Regions from separate parts of the Gossypium arboreum genome. Here region 2 is linked to region 1. The links are chromatin contacts, called in public Hi-C maps. All regions are on one chromosome and are shown on one strand. The core of a region is the stretch at or near the end of the contact, and the rest is flanking DNA. Distances in the headings are between cores, read along the strand shown.

Region 1 (7,423 bases), core at 1,746-4,245:
TCAGTGAAGCAAAAGTCCCTATTTAAGAATAGATCTACCATAATTTAGTGGAGTTGCATGCAATACTAGAAAAAGAACAACATAAATCTACTAGATTAGAGTCAAATCCAATAGGGGGTATTCATAGATCGAGTTAATGCAATGATAGGGGTTTTAATTAGAAAGAGATTTCAATTAATCAACCTAGAGTCAGTTGTTCTTACTCTTAAAAGATATGTTAACATAATTTAGGGATTTCTATGGATCAAGACACAAGTGAATAAATCGTTTAATTTAGATTCATAATAATAAGCGAAGTCTAGGTGGATTCTGTCCTGGGTATTGTCTATCCCATTGGTTATTATTCGATTATTTGTTTGATTTATTCTCTGTTGCATTCTTAGATAAATTAGTTTAGTAATTTTAGATTAAAACACATCACCTCAATTTGTCAGCTAGATAATAAGAAGGCGATAATTATTAGTACTTTTAGTCCTCGTGGATACGATATTCTCTACTCACCATAGCTATACTATTATTCGATAAGTGCGCTTGCCTTTGTTGTATTTATAGTTAATTTAGTGATCATCACCTTTAATGGCTCAATTACTATTTAAGGTCTGGTTCAATGTTTTATTAAATTCTATTAGTTAATGACTTGCAATTTGATTACTATAGTATGTTGGTTAATTATTCACTTAATTCCTTTTTTTATACAACTATCTAACTTCGTATTCCCATCAATTCCTCAATTTAAAGTTTTAAATGGCTATTCTTAGAAAGTTCAACTTTAAATCGAGTTTTTAGGCACCAATAAAAATGAGATCTTTACATGGAGTAACTTGCTCGTTAGCTAATTTAATTATTTGGTTAATAGGTTCATATTTTATAATAAGGACAATATAGTAAAATTTGCTTTTGAGTAATCTTACATTCCGTCAACCAAATACTTAAAACTTACATTTCAGCCAAATGAAACAAATAAGGTAATTTCACCTTACATCTGTAACCTTACATTCCCATAATCTTATTACAAAACGTAATCTAATATTTAATGAACCAAACGTCGCTAAAAGCAAACTGTGATTTAGATTAAAAATGATAGATAAAAGAACTTTCAAATTATTTATTTTTATGAAATTATTAAAATATGTAAAATTATAATTTTATTTAATAAAATAATAAGCATCATTTATTTTTAATAATTGGGGAGAAGAATGAAGATCATTGATATCGAACCTAAACTCTTATACCTAGAAATATAATACTCCTATCATTATATTAAGAGGTTGTTGGCATTTTAATTAATTGTTTTATAACTATTTTAAATTATTTATTGCAATAAATGATAATATTTTTATTTATTTTATATTTTTATAACAAAGTCAAATATTATTATTTTCACGAATAATAACACTATACCTATCCATTTTTAAAGTTTCTAATCGAATATTTTTCTTTTACATTCCTGGAATTTTTCTTTTCGGTGAAAGACTTGAAAGGTTTTAACAAAATTTCCCAATGAATACAAATTTCATATAAAGTATAATCAGAAACATCAATTAGATGGAAAGCCTAGTGTCGACACAATAAAAGAAATATAAAATCTATATGTATATTAAAAGAAAAGAAACTGTAATGTGTACGCATGATCAGCAATTAGGGTCAGCGTTCAATTAAATTAAATCAAATTGAATGAAAAAGATTTTGAGTTAATTATGTTGATAAATTTTATTTTATTATTTTAATTCGATTTAAATTTTTTTCAAATCGAGTTGAGTGAGATAGAATTCGAATCAAATTAAATTGAATATATTTGTTCAAGTTAAATTTTAAAAAATACTTTGGGTTTTTGTAACTACTGTCAGCTATTGTAATCAAATTTGTTACTAACTTTCATCCCTCATAATTTATTTATTAATCTTTTATATACAAGTTAGCTTCTTTGCTTGCTTAGTTACATTAATTATCTTCGATTCTTGTCACTATGGATTTTGAAATTAAAAATATATTAAATGTAAAAATATGTTTTTTAATAAAAGATATTTTAATGATAAAATGCAAAATTGATATCAATAGAAAATTTTAACACAAATATTTTATGGCATCATCAATAGTTTAATTTTAACAGAAAATGATAAAGATTCAATATAATTAAACAATTTAATAATACAAATAATACAAAAATTTAATTTAATAATATAAATAGTAAACATAAATTTGAAAAAATTTGAAGCTTAAAAGGAAGTAAAAGTTTTGCAAGGGGTTTGGGAGAAGTAAAAATTTTGAGGAGAGGGTAAAAGAAAAAAATTTGGGGGGTTGAGGGAAAGTAATTTTTTGTTGGGGAAAGTAAAAGGATTTGAGTGGAGGAATTGGTGAAATGGAAGTAAAAAAAATTTATATTTAATTTATTCAATTCGAAAATTTAGTTCAATTTAAACTTAAAATTAAAAAAAATCGAGTTAATTTAATTAATTTAATTCAAATAATTTAAAATTTAAATTTTTTAATCAATTTTTTATAATCAAATAGAATTTTAAGAAAAGCAAGACATTTACTATTCTTCCTGTAAATGCTATGCAGATGCAAAGAAAACAAGTACGATTAACTTTGTCCTTATTTATATACGATTAACTTTGTCCTTATTTATATCAATGCGGTGCAATCAGTGAAGGCAAAAATTATTGCCAGTTGTTCAAACTCAACTCGATGAATTGACTGAAATAATGGTCTAAACGGAGCTCAATCAACAATTTATTTCAACTCACAGATTTAGCTGATTTAATGTAAATATTTTCAAAGTTGAAAATAATATAATTCGTTTGTAAAATGAAAAGAGAAATAATAATGATTAAAAAAAAAGAAATGCATAATAGGGCTAATTTAGTGTTTGGGCTAGATTTTGGCAGCACACAAAACCTCCAAAGGGCCATGCTGAAGGCCTGTAAACCAAATTTTAACCATTCCCTCAGCCTAGGCCTTAGCCCAGTCCAGTATTCGCCTCTATCCGTGTTAATTGTTGACTTTGCTCGCAACGGAATTTCGCGGATAAGTTATTATAATATGATGCTATATAAATTAGGGATTTTGAAAAATAAATAACAAGAATTGGAAAACTCATAACATCGGGGCATGGCGATGCCGGTGGAGATGGAGATGGAGGAGAGAGGAAAAGTCTGGGCTTTGATAGAAAAAGCCACGAACTCGACTGCCTCCGAGGTTGATCCACGTCTTCTCAAAGCAATCAAATCAGTGGTGCGGTTCTCCGATTCGGAGCTACGACTCGCCGCCCATACCCTCATGGACCTCATGAAACGCGATCATTCCCAGGTCTTCTATCTATCCTTCTCTAACGAGTTAGTAAATAAGTGGATTTTGATTTCGGTTAAATTTCCCTTTCTTTCTTCAAATTTAGTTTCCTTGCCTAATGCACGTTCTGCAATTGGATTTCTAGGGCATCCAGTCTTTATTGTTGTAACGAAATTCAGGATCCTTTTAACTATTAATAATTTATTTTCTTTTCTAAATTGAAAAAGGAAAATGCTAAGAGATTGGTGTTTGAAGGAATTTGAGTTTTTGAGACTTGCTATTATTGCAGGTTCGTTATCTCACGCTTCTTATAATTGATGAACTTTTCATGCGGTCTAGGCTTTTTAGAACCCTTTTGGTTGAGAACTTAGATCAGTTATTGGCCTTAAGTGTTGGGTTTAGAAGAAATATGCCGCTCCCAGCTCCTCCGGCTATTGCATCAACTTTGCGTTCCAAGGCAATTGAGTTCTTAGAGAAGTGGAATGCATCTTTTGGGGTTCATTACAGGCAGCTTAGGTTAGGTTTTGATTATCTTAAGAATACTCTCAGGTTTCAGTTTCCTAACCTTCAGGAGACTGCAGCAAGGATAGAACGAGAGAGGAGGGAAAGAGAGAGAAGGACTAGGGAGATTTTACAGAGCAAGTTTGAAACGCTGAAGATGAATTTTAGTTCTGTTAAGGAAGAAATACAGGCTACAGTTGATGAGATTGGAGAATGTTTAGATATTGTTCGCACTAAAGAGGAAGGCGTGCCACACGTCTTATTGGATGACGAAGATTTTGTAGAGTTTCGGTCTTCTGAGTTGAGGCAGATCCGTCTTGATTCATTAAAGGAAGGAGAAAAGGTTCATGAGAACAGCGATAACAAAGTGGTTTTCGATGCATTAAGAGAGCTGTATAAGCTTTTAGTAACCAAGCACCTGGTTTCAGTACAAGAATGGATATCTCTTCTTGTAAGGGTTGAAGTGGCTGACAACAGGTCACGAGATTCCATGTTGAAGGAGTTGATTGATATCCGAAACAGTCTCATATCTGTGAAGAAGGATTGTGAAGAATCTGGTTGTACTTTACCCAAAACTGTGAATAAAAACGAAGAAGAGGAGGAAGACTTCTGGGAGGAAGGTAATTTGGGATTGACTGAGAATGGAAGTACTACTGAACCTGAGAAGCGAAGGGAGGTTCAAAGTTCCAACATTGAAAAGAGAAGTAAATCTGTTGAGGATAGGAATTCTAAGAAGTCTAATAAACAGAGTGGAAATCTTGCTAAAGTGTCAGCTTCTTGCAAGGTGAAAGCCAAAGATAAAGAATGCAGTTGTTCTAAGGGCAAAGAGTGTTCGGGTAGTGAAAAGTCTGTTAGGAGTGAGCTTTTGGCTGAAGCTCCAGTTCTCAGGTGGGGTTCTTTCATGGATTATTGGGGCTCAGTCTCTAATAAGGATACATTATTAAATCAGAAAGGCTTGGAGTTTGACAATCACTGGGGAAGAGTAGATTATGATGCCGTGATTCCAGCCGAGAAAATTGCAGAATTGAATCTTCAGTCGATTGTTTACCAGGAAAACTTAGGAGAGATCCAACCATGTCGTGCACCTTTGAAAAAAGGTGGACTTTGTCAGAGAAGAGACTTGAAGGTTTGCCCATTTCATGGGCCCATTATACCTCGTGATGATGCAGGAAACCAAATCAATCAGAGTTCTTCAACAGATGATACAGATCCTGGTTTAGGCTCTGATTTAGCAGAGCAGTTAGCAAAACAAGCTGTGAAGAATGTTAGGGAGCGAGATAAAGAGGATGCGAGGAAGAGAAAACTTGATAAACAGTCATTACAGCGGGAAAAGCTAGCAAGAGTTCGGGAGCACAATGATGCTGTTCTTCGTGATGCTGCAATAGCTTCAACATCAAGATCAACAGTTTTTGGAGAAGACATGGGGGAAACTGTTGGTGAGAATCCAGTTGGGAGAAACAAACAAACTCTAGCATCAATGCTGCGGAAGAAAGTTACAACGAAAGATAGGTTAGCTCAGAGACTTTTGAACACCCGGGCAACAGAGGCAACGCTAAGACAGATGACCCAGGGTGAGGATGCAACTTATAGAGAAACATTTCCCAATCAATGGTAGATGGGTTTCCTTATTATTAAGTTATCGGGCATTTCTTGAAGTGTTACGCCGATAAATCCATAGGGAAGTACTGGGCAAACAAATTCCAATGGTGTTCCTGTGCTTATATAATGCACAAACCGATCAAATATTAATTGCATTAATCAAGCTATTTCGATCAAATTCCTCTATGAGCTTGAGGAGTCTAGTTGTGTCGTTTTCAATCAGTCATGATAGCATTTAAGCAATAGACCTCATATTTTAAGTTTTGTGATATTCACGTGTTTGTTTTGTTAATTCTTGGAATATAAATAAAGAGCTAGAATGTTAGATCGGTTTTCTATGCAATAAAGCAATAGACTTCGTGCTGGTTGATTGGCTATGTTGTACAGTTAAAATTAACAAAATGAAATTGCCTAGTAAATTTACATCTTATATGCAAGGAATTATATATATCCATGATTTACGTGGTCTATGCCATAGCATGTAGCGCCCATTAAAAGAAAGTTCAGATAATTTATATAGGTTCAAAGTTCTTCCAAGAGACAATTGCTATAATATCCCAAACAACTGGCAAAACCAGGAGGAATCCAGCAAACCAGGTCAGACATGGGACATAGAAGGAAGGTTGGAACTGTATTTTTGCTTTGCTTATATGTTAGATTGGTTGGCAATCAATGTTATTAGTTAATGCAGTAGGGCCAGTAGGTGACCCTCCTTAAACCAGTAAACAGAGAATCACTAACTACAGTTTAATTTAAATGATCAAAATTTGAACCCAATTGGTTCATGTATTTACCCTTAAAAGATTGTCGAATCTCAGCATTTGTTATATCCTCAGCCTACAGGATTACAATTTGTCTCTACTAGTAAGTAGCCTAATTTCCCTTTCAAGTTGAAGTAACGTTGAACCCAAGTCACCTCCTTTTGCTATTATTATCCCATTCTTTCTCTCAATATGCATATTTATACGATGATGACGTATGGGGATGTAGTCCTGATAAGCACATCCTATTTTGTATAATCAGTTGCCAAAAATAGAAGACATTTTCAAACAAAAATCTTGGAGTAAAATGTAGGGTTTAATTATAAAATCGAAACTATATTTTCTCTTATCTGAAACAAATTATTCAGGAGTGATACTTTTAACACTCATTAATTTGAACCATTCATAAAAAGGGCAATATAAAATCTTCTTTTGTCAAATAATCACATTGGAACAATTAAAGTTAAAATCGAACCTTTAAACAAAATTAAAACTCTCTAACTATTGTTTTCGGCATTGGCTCCAGCTGAACCATTTCAAGTTTTCTTGAAGTACTTCAAAAGAAAAAAGAAGATAAATATTAAAGATGTTAAAAAAACAATGAACCAACCAAATTCAATCCATAAAATTGGTTAACATTTTGGATAATTTTTTATATATTATTAAGGAGTAAAAAAACTGTAAGTAAATTTTGATCCATGTCATTTATTTTAAGATATAATAAAATAATAATTAAACATTTGGCATTATTTTACACTCGTTAATTACCTAAATGTTTTAGTAAAATAAATTTATCAAGAAAAATATATAAAATATTAATTAATTTATTTAAAATTTTATTAATAAGAAAAACGTTTACCAACCTCATTTAAAAAACTTAAGACTTGATCCAAGTCTTGTAGACATGGTTGAGATAGAAAGAAATTGAGTAGCAGCCCCTAGGAGTGAATAATATCAAGAAAAGCCAAGAACATGAACATAGTAATGGAGACAACTCACCGCAAAATCATATTCCAACTTAATAATTTCTCTTATATATAATGACTGTTTTTGAGTATAGAAAGTCGAAAACTTGAATCTTTAAAACTACGTAAGTACTAAGTAGGGAGAGGTAGCCCAGTAATTCATCCCCTACAATTATGTGAATCCATCACTCATCTTTCAACTATAAAGTTGAAAAGTAACTTAGATCATCTTCAGCCTTGAGATCGAGACCCTGTTCATTATGTCACGGGACTAGAACTTTAATCTCGCAATCTATGCGTTCTTAGGCG
Region 2 (7,423 bases), core at 3,293-5,792, 260 kb before region 1:
CTACATTTTTTCTTATCCAATGGTTTTGGGCCCTAGGTATTATTTCTTTTCTTACAACCTGTAGTAGTTTACTGTTATGTACTCACGGAGAAGGGCTACTTGGTTCTGGTTTTGACTTTTGACAATCTATTGCTCGCTTTAACTATACAACTAAAACAGTGTCAATATGAGCATTTTGGATTTTTGGATATTTTCGAACCATCCCAGTTGCAAAAAGAATTATATGTGTGCAATAAAATGAAAATCCCTGTCTGTCAGATGCAGTTGTTTTCTAGAATGAGATAGAGCGGGTGAGCTTTGGCTTGGCAATCCTTTTGTCTTCTTCAAGAGAGATGATGGGGAGATTGGCTGGGTTCTCAATCAACATCTTAGCGACCAAGTAGCCAGAGATGCTCCATGTTTGATATTTCCTTGCTTGCTTCCCAACATAACGCCCGGTCTTGCCATCATAGTACTCAGGCCAGCCGTCTTTAGAAAGGCGTTGTTCAATCAGCTCTATGGCTCGTTTTGCAATTTGAGGCCTTCCAGTCTTGATACACGCTGCTGTGAGTAGCCATATCAGAACTGCATGGACAATGTTCAATACACCAGGTCAAGGAACTTTACAAATAAACATTTTCAAGGAAATCAAATGTTCATATTCATTTCATTCTTGAGCTTTCTAAATTCGTTGGATGCAATCTATTAACACTGTTGGGCCTAAGATTAAGAAAGGCCGAAAACCACCAAAGCCCCGGCTAAACACATTGCCTAAGGGACGACACCGGTACCTCGCCGAAATGCAAGAAGGAGAATCCCTCGTCTAATAAAAAGAAGGTTCGACACCCTACTAAGTCTAATCATAAGATTATGCTGGTTAATCCTGAAAGGCTACATGATCTCGAGCTTGCCTGTTGTGCACTGGAAATATAAATGATCCAGCTAAAAGCAATATCATATGATGCGACAAGGCAACTTAAATCATTGAACTCTGCAAATAACTTACTATGGAACTGTAAGTACATGAGAAATACCTGGCCATGATCCACCATTGTGGTAACTCCACCGTGTGTTCTTTGGATCAAACCCAGTGACAGTTCTCCATTCATGACCCTCCAAAGCTGGATAAACTATCTTCAAAGGCATCTCTCCTATTAAGTCCTCCCAGCGCTCCTCAATCAAATCCATAATTGCTGTTGCTTGTGCAGGTGTAGCTAGTGAACTCAAGATTGCAATGCAGTTTCCAACCAGAAACCAGCGGAAATCCATTCGAGCTGGGCTGACGTTACCAATCAGATATCCCCCACGTAAGGGCATAAAATCGAACACCCAATCAGGAATAGACTCTGGGATGACATTAAATTTGTTGACAGCAGTGTGGGAATACTCCTCAGTTTTGTAGCGATATATGTTGTTTAACTGTGTGAAATCAAGCCAGTAGTATTTTTGGATGTGAAAACTGAGAGCTCTGATGCGCTTATCGATACGCTCAATTAGTTCCTTGCCATCTCGCTCTGGTTTTAGCATCTGCCTAGAAGACCTCAGTGCAAAATAGAAAAGTGCTTGAATCTCAATGGGGTACCCATAAATTCCCTGCCCAAAAAGGAAGCACATTAAATTCCACTAATTAAACTCAGTTCAGAGCAATGAGGGTAAAAAGAAGAAAAAGAGTAGGAGCGACCGACCAAATATCAAAACAACTCAAAGCATTGCAGCAGGGGCGGCACCAGGGGGAAGGCAAGGGCCTTGGCCCCCTTGGTTTGGTAAAATTTCCCTTTTAGGCTCTTAAAATTTGTAAAGTAATAACTAATAAAATGGTAAATTTTGTGTATTGGCCCCAAAAGAATTTACAGTTCAATTCTAGCTCCCCAATATAAATTTTCCAGCTTTGCCCCGTAGTGAATAAAATGAGTTCAAACAATAATATATGAACTACATCACATTACTCATTCACAAAAACAAGCAAGAATTTAGGGGGAAAACCCTTTAGCCGTCTGGTACTAGACTAGGGCCAGAACAAAATCATGCAGAGACTGATCACAGGATCTAAGGGTACTAGAACAATGAAAATAGAAGAAGATTCGAAGTGGCTTAGATTGGCAATTACGCTTAACACTAGGAGCAGTTGTGACAATAACCAGTCTAATTCCCGATCATGTTTTCAAACAAGTACTTCTATATAAAGTTAAAGGAAACTTCTATAATAACTAGAAGACTCACCATCCTCCTATCAATCATGCTACACCCATCTGCACACAGAAGTGTAGGAAAAGTGTCAAAACCATCTGAAAGGCAAAGATTAAGTATCAGCTTCATTCCTTTCTGCACCTCAGGTAGTTCTGAGAGAGTATAATCATGCGTGCATTTGGTATACGACCTTAGCAATATGATCCACCAGAACCCAGAGTCAACAGGTGCAACTCTTCCTATTGCACTACCACCGAAATCTGCAACCAAGGTTTCCTTCTGCCTATGCGAATCGTAAAGTACTTTAAAACTTGCAGGCATGACACCTTCCCCAAGTGTAAAATTGTCAATTCTTTTCTCCCAACCTTGAAGGTGGAGAGTCTTTAACAGAAAGTTCTTTACTATCTCTGGATCGCCACCAGCATTGGCAGGTCTCATTAGACAGGCTAAGCCACTGGGAACGAAGTCTCTTATGAAAACCTGCAATATAAGAATGGGGAAAGAATATTGATTGAGTTCAATAGGGCACCCCTGCATTAATAAGGCTTTTAACTTCATTGAAATCATAACATTATGGGCTAGCTATCAAACTCAGAAAAACAGAAGCACTATGAATTTGATCAAGCAATAATGCATGTTTTTAGTCTGTGGCTATGTAACAATGACGTACGGTAATTCCTCTCAAAGGCATCTACAAAGATCGTTAATCTTCACCTGTATGGAAAACTCTCTTCCTCGTTTGTTTTAAAATAAAAATTGAAGATGAAACGACTTATGCCACTCACAATATAATATAATAATTAATTAGTTCCTCCGGCATTACCACGAAATTTGCAGATATATGAAGGGCAAGTCAAGAAGTGTACATTAGACCACATATTTTCCAGGTGAAGACGAAAAGATCACAGAACTAAAAGGCACAAGAACTTTCGTAGCAAATCATAACAGGAACCGAAGTTATATAAGTAGAAGAATAAGAAGAAGAATTAGATATAGATATAGATGATTATCATGGATGGAAAATAAGCATAAGAAATAGATATAGATGGTTATCATGCATGTAAAACAGGAATTTCCTTAACACCATTCACAAAAACAGAAAATGCCTCAAAATGCTATAGCGAAAGCGAACAGCAGTAAGCAAAATTCTGAAGATAAAATGGATTCTAACAAGCATGGATTTGAAGGCTAAAGAAAGACCGTTGAGAAAACACCTAAGACAAATGAAGCTTCATTGCAAAATAGCCAAACAAAAGAAAATGATAATATAACAAAACAAGGGAGATATCTGGATTTGAAAAATCAAAAGAAAACAAAAACGATGACAAAAAACTAAACATAATATACCTGATTGTAATTCAAAGCCTCGGCGATAGGATCCATAGCAGCGAGCGTACCGACAGGCTTGCCTTTGTAATATACGTAAGATTTTTGTAGTCCCTCCCACGCTTCTTCCAACATCGCACCGTTTTCCGTACTCCCTAGAGGACTATCGACGGATCTGACCGCAGGCAATAAACTGTCGAGTTCCAAGTTCTCGAGACTCGAACCTACACTAGGAGACGGTTTCAGTGACATCTGCGCCACGTTTGCATTATTGGATTTGGAGATGTTCTCGTTGCTCTGCACTCTTAACGTCTTCATCGGCTTATCAAGTTTGTCAGTCGATTCATTTTCTTCCTCCGATTTGGATGACTCTTCTTTTCCGACTGTGTCTTGAAATATCTCTGTTGATATTTTTGGACTCTCTCGCTGGTTTGATTCTAGAGATGTCTTTCCATTATCCGTCCATTTTACATTTTCAGTTTGCGAAGCTTCCTCAGGAGATTCAAGAGCTTCTTCCTCTTCATTTTGTGAACACAGGGATTTCTCGGTAAATTTAGACTTCTCAAACATGATAAAATCAAAAGATTTCTCACTCGCGTCGTCAGCTCCTTTCTCCGTGGTAGTCTCCGAAGGTTGTTCTTCGATAGGCGTCACGATGCACTGTCCTTCGTGTTTAAGAACGATAAAAAAATCAGGCGATTTCACCTCTTTTTCCGATGAATCTCCAAGTTCTTTCTCACTATCTCCGACTGAAAGAGTAAAATAAAGCGCAGGAACCACCTCTGCTTCCTTTACATCTTCTAAAAGATCACACGGGGATCTCAAAGTTGACATTCTTAAAGAAGAGAATCAAATATGAGCAGCACAAATGCACAATATCGTGCCCTCTAGAGAGAGATAACTTTCTCAGGTCTTCCCTCTTCGTTTCGTAGAGACTGAAACTGCTGGAGAGAATAGTGAGAGACGGACAAGGAAAAAAATGCAAAAATGGATCAGAGATGGAAGCCTAAAGGGCGTGAGCGATTGGGTACCGAATTGTGGTTCGTTTTGGAGGTTGGAAAAAAAAAATAAAGTGTGGAAGTTGTTTAAGAATAGGTCTCAATACTTAGTTTATCTACGAAATTGCCCCTCTCCGTTTCGTTCCCTGGGTGACAAGTAGGAAGTTCATAATGGAGGGGCGTTTTAGAGATTAACAAAATTGTTTGTGAACTTCTTTCAGTTTTTAGTGGCGGGAGGAGTTATAGTGGGACCTTGGAGGCCGTTGGGCTTTGGGCGCCAAAGGGAACACAAACAAACCCATAAACTCTTCCATTTTTCTTTTGGGTAAACAACACAAATAGTCGCCCAACCATGAGAGTTATTCTATTTTGGTCACTCAATTATGAGAGTGATTCTATTTTAGTCACTTAATTATAAAGTTTTTTAATAGAGTCACCAAAGCTCTCAAAATTAGAATTTTTTGTCACTCAACCGTAAAATCAATAACGAAGGTTTAACATGGGCTTTTCTTTATCGACATACGAGCAAATTTAACCCTCCAATATTTAGGCATTCTATCAATTTACTGCTATTCAATAAAAAAAATTAGTCCTAAAAGTTTTAAAAAAATTTCATTGACATCTTAATTCTAAAAATTAAAACGGATACAAATTTTAAAAAAATAAATTTATTAAGAAATTATTTTTCAATGTAAGTATAAAATTTTATAAAATTGCATTTAAAAATTCCTAAAATTGTAGAAAATAATTAAAATTTTATAAAAGAAGAATAAAATAAAAATTGAAACCCATACAGTTTGAATGTTGCTTATGTATGGGAACGAACTGCACTACACACTTGTGCATCATAGATTTGATTGGAACCTCATTTCTATGGAAGTTGTAAAACAGCTCTTCATGTTTCTATTGATGCATGGTATTAATGGAAATGGATGAAAATGAGGGATAGAGTCGAAAGAAGTCAGTTTACCCATTCTAAGGTCAAAAGTTGGACAAGTAGAGAGAGAGTTAGGATTATTACTTAGTGAATTAGTGTAACATCCAAAAATAGAGCCTAGTCGGAATAGTGGTTTCGAGACCACAAATCCTGTGACAGCCCAAAATTGACCCTAGCCAGGAAGTGGTTTCGGGACCGCTAAACCGAGTCACCGAAATGTTTGAATGTAAAATTTATTGTCTAGAATATGTAATTATGAATGTGTGAAAATTTCAAGTTCGATTTAGCCGATTGCATGTGAATTAGGTTAGTAGGACTTGTGTGACACTTTTGAAAAGTGAAAGGCTAATCTATAAGGACCTAATAGTGCATGTAGTCAAAGGGAGGACTTGCATGTCAAATTTCCCCCAAGATGTAGTGGCCGCCATGACAAGGAATCATGGGCTAAACATGTCATGAAACATGTTTTGTTGGGCATTAGGGAGAAATGATAAACTAATAAGCATGGGTAATAAAGAAAGAAAAAAAAATGTGAGTGTGAGTGTGAAACCCCATTGCCGTGTATTGTAGATGAAAAAAAGAAAAAAATTGTTCATCCAACCTTGCATTCTCTCTTGACCGAAAATACTAGAGGAAGGAAGAAATTTTGCTTCATGTTTGTTTTGGAAGAGGATTAGGGAGAGGTTGGCTAAACTTGCATCAAGATTAAGGTATGTTTGAGATTGTGCCATGAAATTCATGCATGTTTTTAGTTGATAGCTTGATGTTCTTGGTATCCCATGGTTCAAATCTTTGCAATGTCATGGGAATGAAATTCGGCCAAAGTAAATGTGGTGTTAAAGCCATTGCATGCTAAATGTGAAGCTTGCTAATGATGCATGCAATGATGGATTGACTACTCTTGAAACTTCTTTGTACCAATTTTAAGTAAGACATTGAGTTTTTTTTTTGTTTAACCATGATTGAAGTTGAAAGGGTCATGATTGTGATGTATTCGGCCATGATGCATTCATGAGCATGGTTCATGCTTCTTGCATGTTAGTTAAAATTTGTGTTTTGGATGGCTATGGACACCTTGAAATTGACCTTGCACTTATATGTGTATATATGATTGCACATGATATTTTGATTATGAAGAAAGTGATGAATATGTTGTTTAAAGAAGAAGTTTGTTGAAGAATGTTGTGAAATTTGCATGTACATTCGGCCTAGTACACATATGATGTGAAAATCTTGCAATTTATTTTTGATTTTATGCAAGAATGACTAAGCATAATCGGCCACATGAGGGGAATTATGGTGCATGCATTCGGTTAGAGGCAAGCTTAATGATGCCTATTCTTGACTTAGGTAATCGGCTACCTTGTTGTGAGCTAAGGCCGAATGTGTGCGTAATTAAAGAAAATTGACTAAAGTGTTTAGTTATGTGATGTTGAATCAATGATATATGTATTCGGCCAAGGCTAGCAAGCGAGACTTTAATAAATTGAATTTGTTTGAATTAGCTCAAGAGCTTAGAGGGCCACAATTGGATAAGGGGAAGGAAAAAGTGACCGAATAGCCGTCAAAGCCGTTCGACAACATCCGAGGTAAGTCCTCAAGAAATGACCCTACTCGAATTATGTGAAATGAAAAATTGATGTGTAATGACTATTGATTTATGTGTGTATGAGTATTTGAATGATACCGGGCTAAGTTCAAGGCGATTATGCTAGTGATATGTTTGTGTTTGAGCCTTAGTAACGAAAATGAAATATGAATGGGAAATGATTATTGATGTATATGTGTGCATGAGCAATTAAATGATATCCGGCTAAGTTCAAGACATTTATGCTGGTAAATACATCCGGTTAAGACCGAAGGCAATTGTGCTAGTGACTACATCCGGCTAAGACCAAGGCATTTGTGCAAATTGTGAAATCGGGTTAAGTCCGAAGGCCTTTGTGCGGGTTACCATAACCGGGCTATGTCCCGAAGACGTTTGAACGAGTAGCTA

Evidence for each region. Hi-C and Micro-C count contacts between places; a contact is called where the count stands out from the background.
Region 2: a Hi-C map of leaf shows a contact between it and region 1, with 2.6 times the contacts expected there. The contact joins the promoter of LOC108467725 here to the promoter of LOC108467418 in region 1. A contact is called at or near these places in 2 of 5 Hi-C or Micro-C datasets (both in leaf).

Annotation. Positions count from the first base shown.
Region 1 is chr8:27,145,317-27,152,739 of ASM2569848v2, reverse strand. It overlaps LOC108467418 (UV-stimulated scaffold protein A homolog), which reads left to right and starts at 2,995. Exons shown (of 2, transcript XM_017768021.2): 1 at 2,995-3,309; 2 at 3,578-5,735. The coding sequence starts at 3,112. The coding sequence ends at 5,404.
Region 2 is chr8:27,401,983-27,409,405 of ASM2569848v2, reverse strand. LOC108467725 (probable alkaline/neutral invertase F) reads right to left here and starts at 4,542. Exons shown (of 6, transcript XM_017768476.2): 1 at 3,514-4,542; 2 at 2,200-2,646; 3 at 1,014-1,572; 4 at 1-564. The coding sequence starts at 4,326. The coding sequence ends at 272.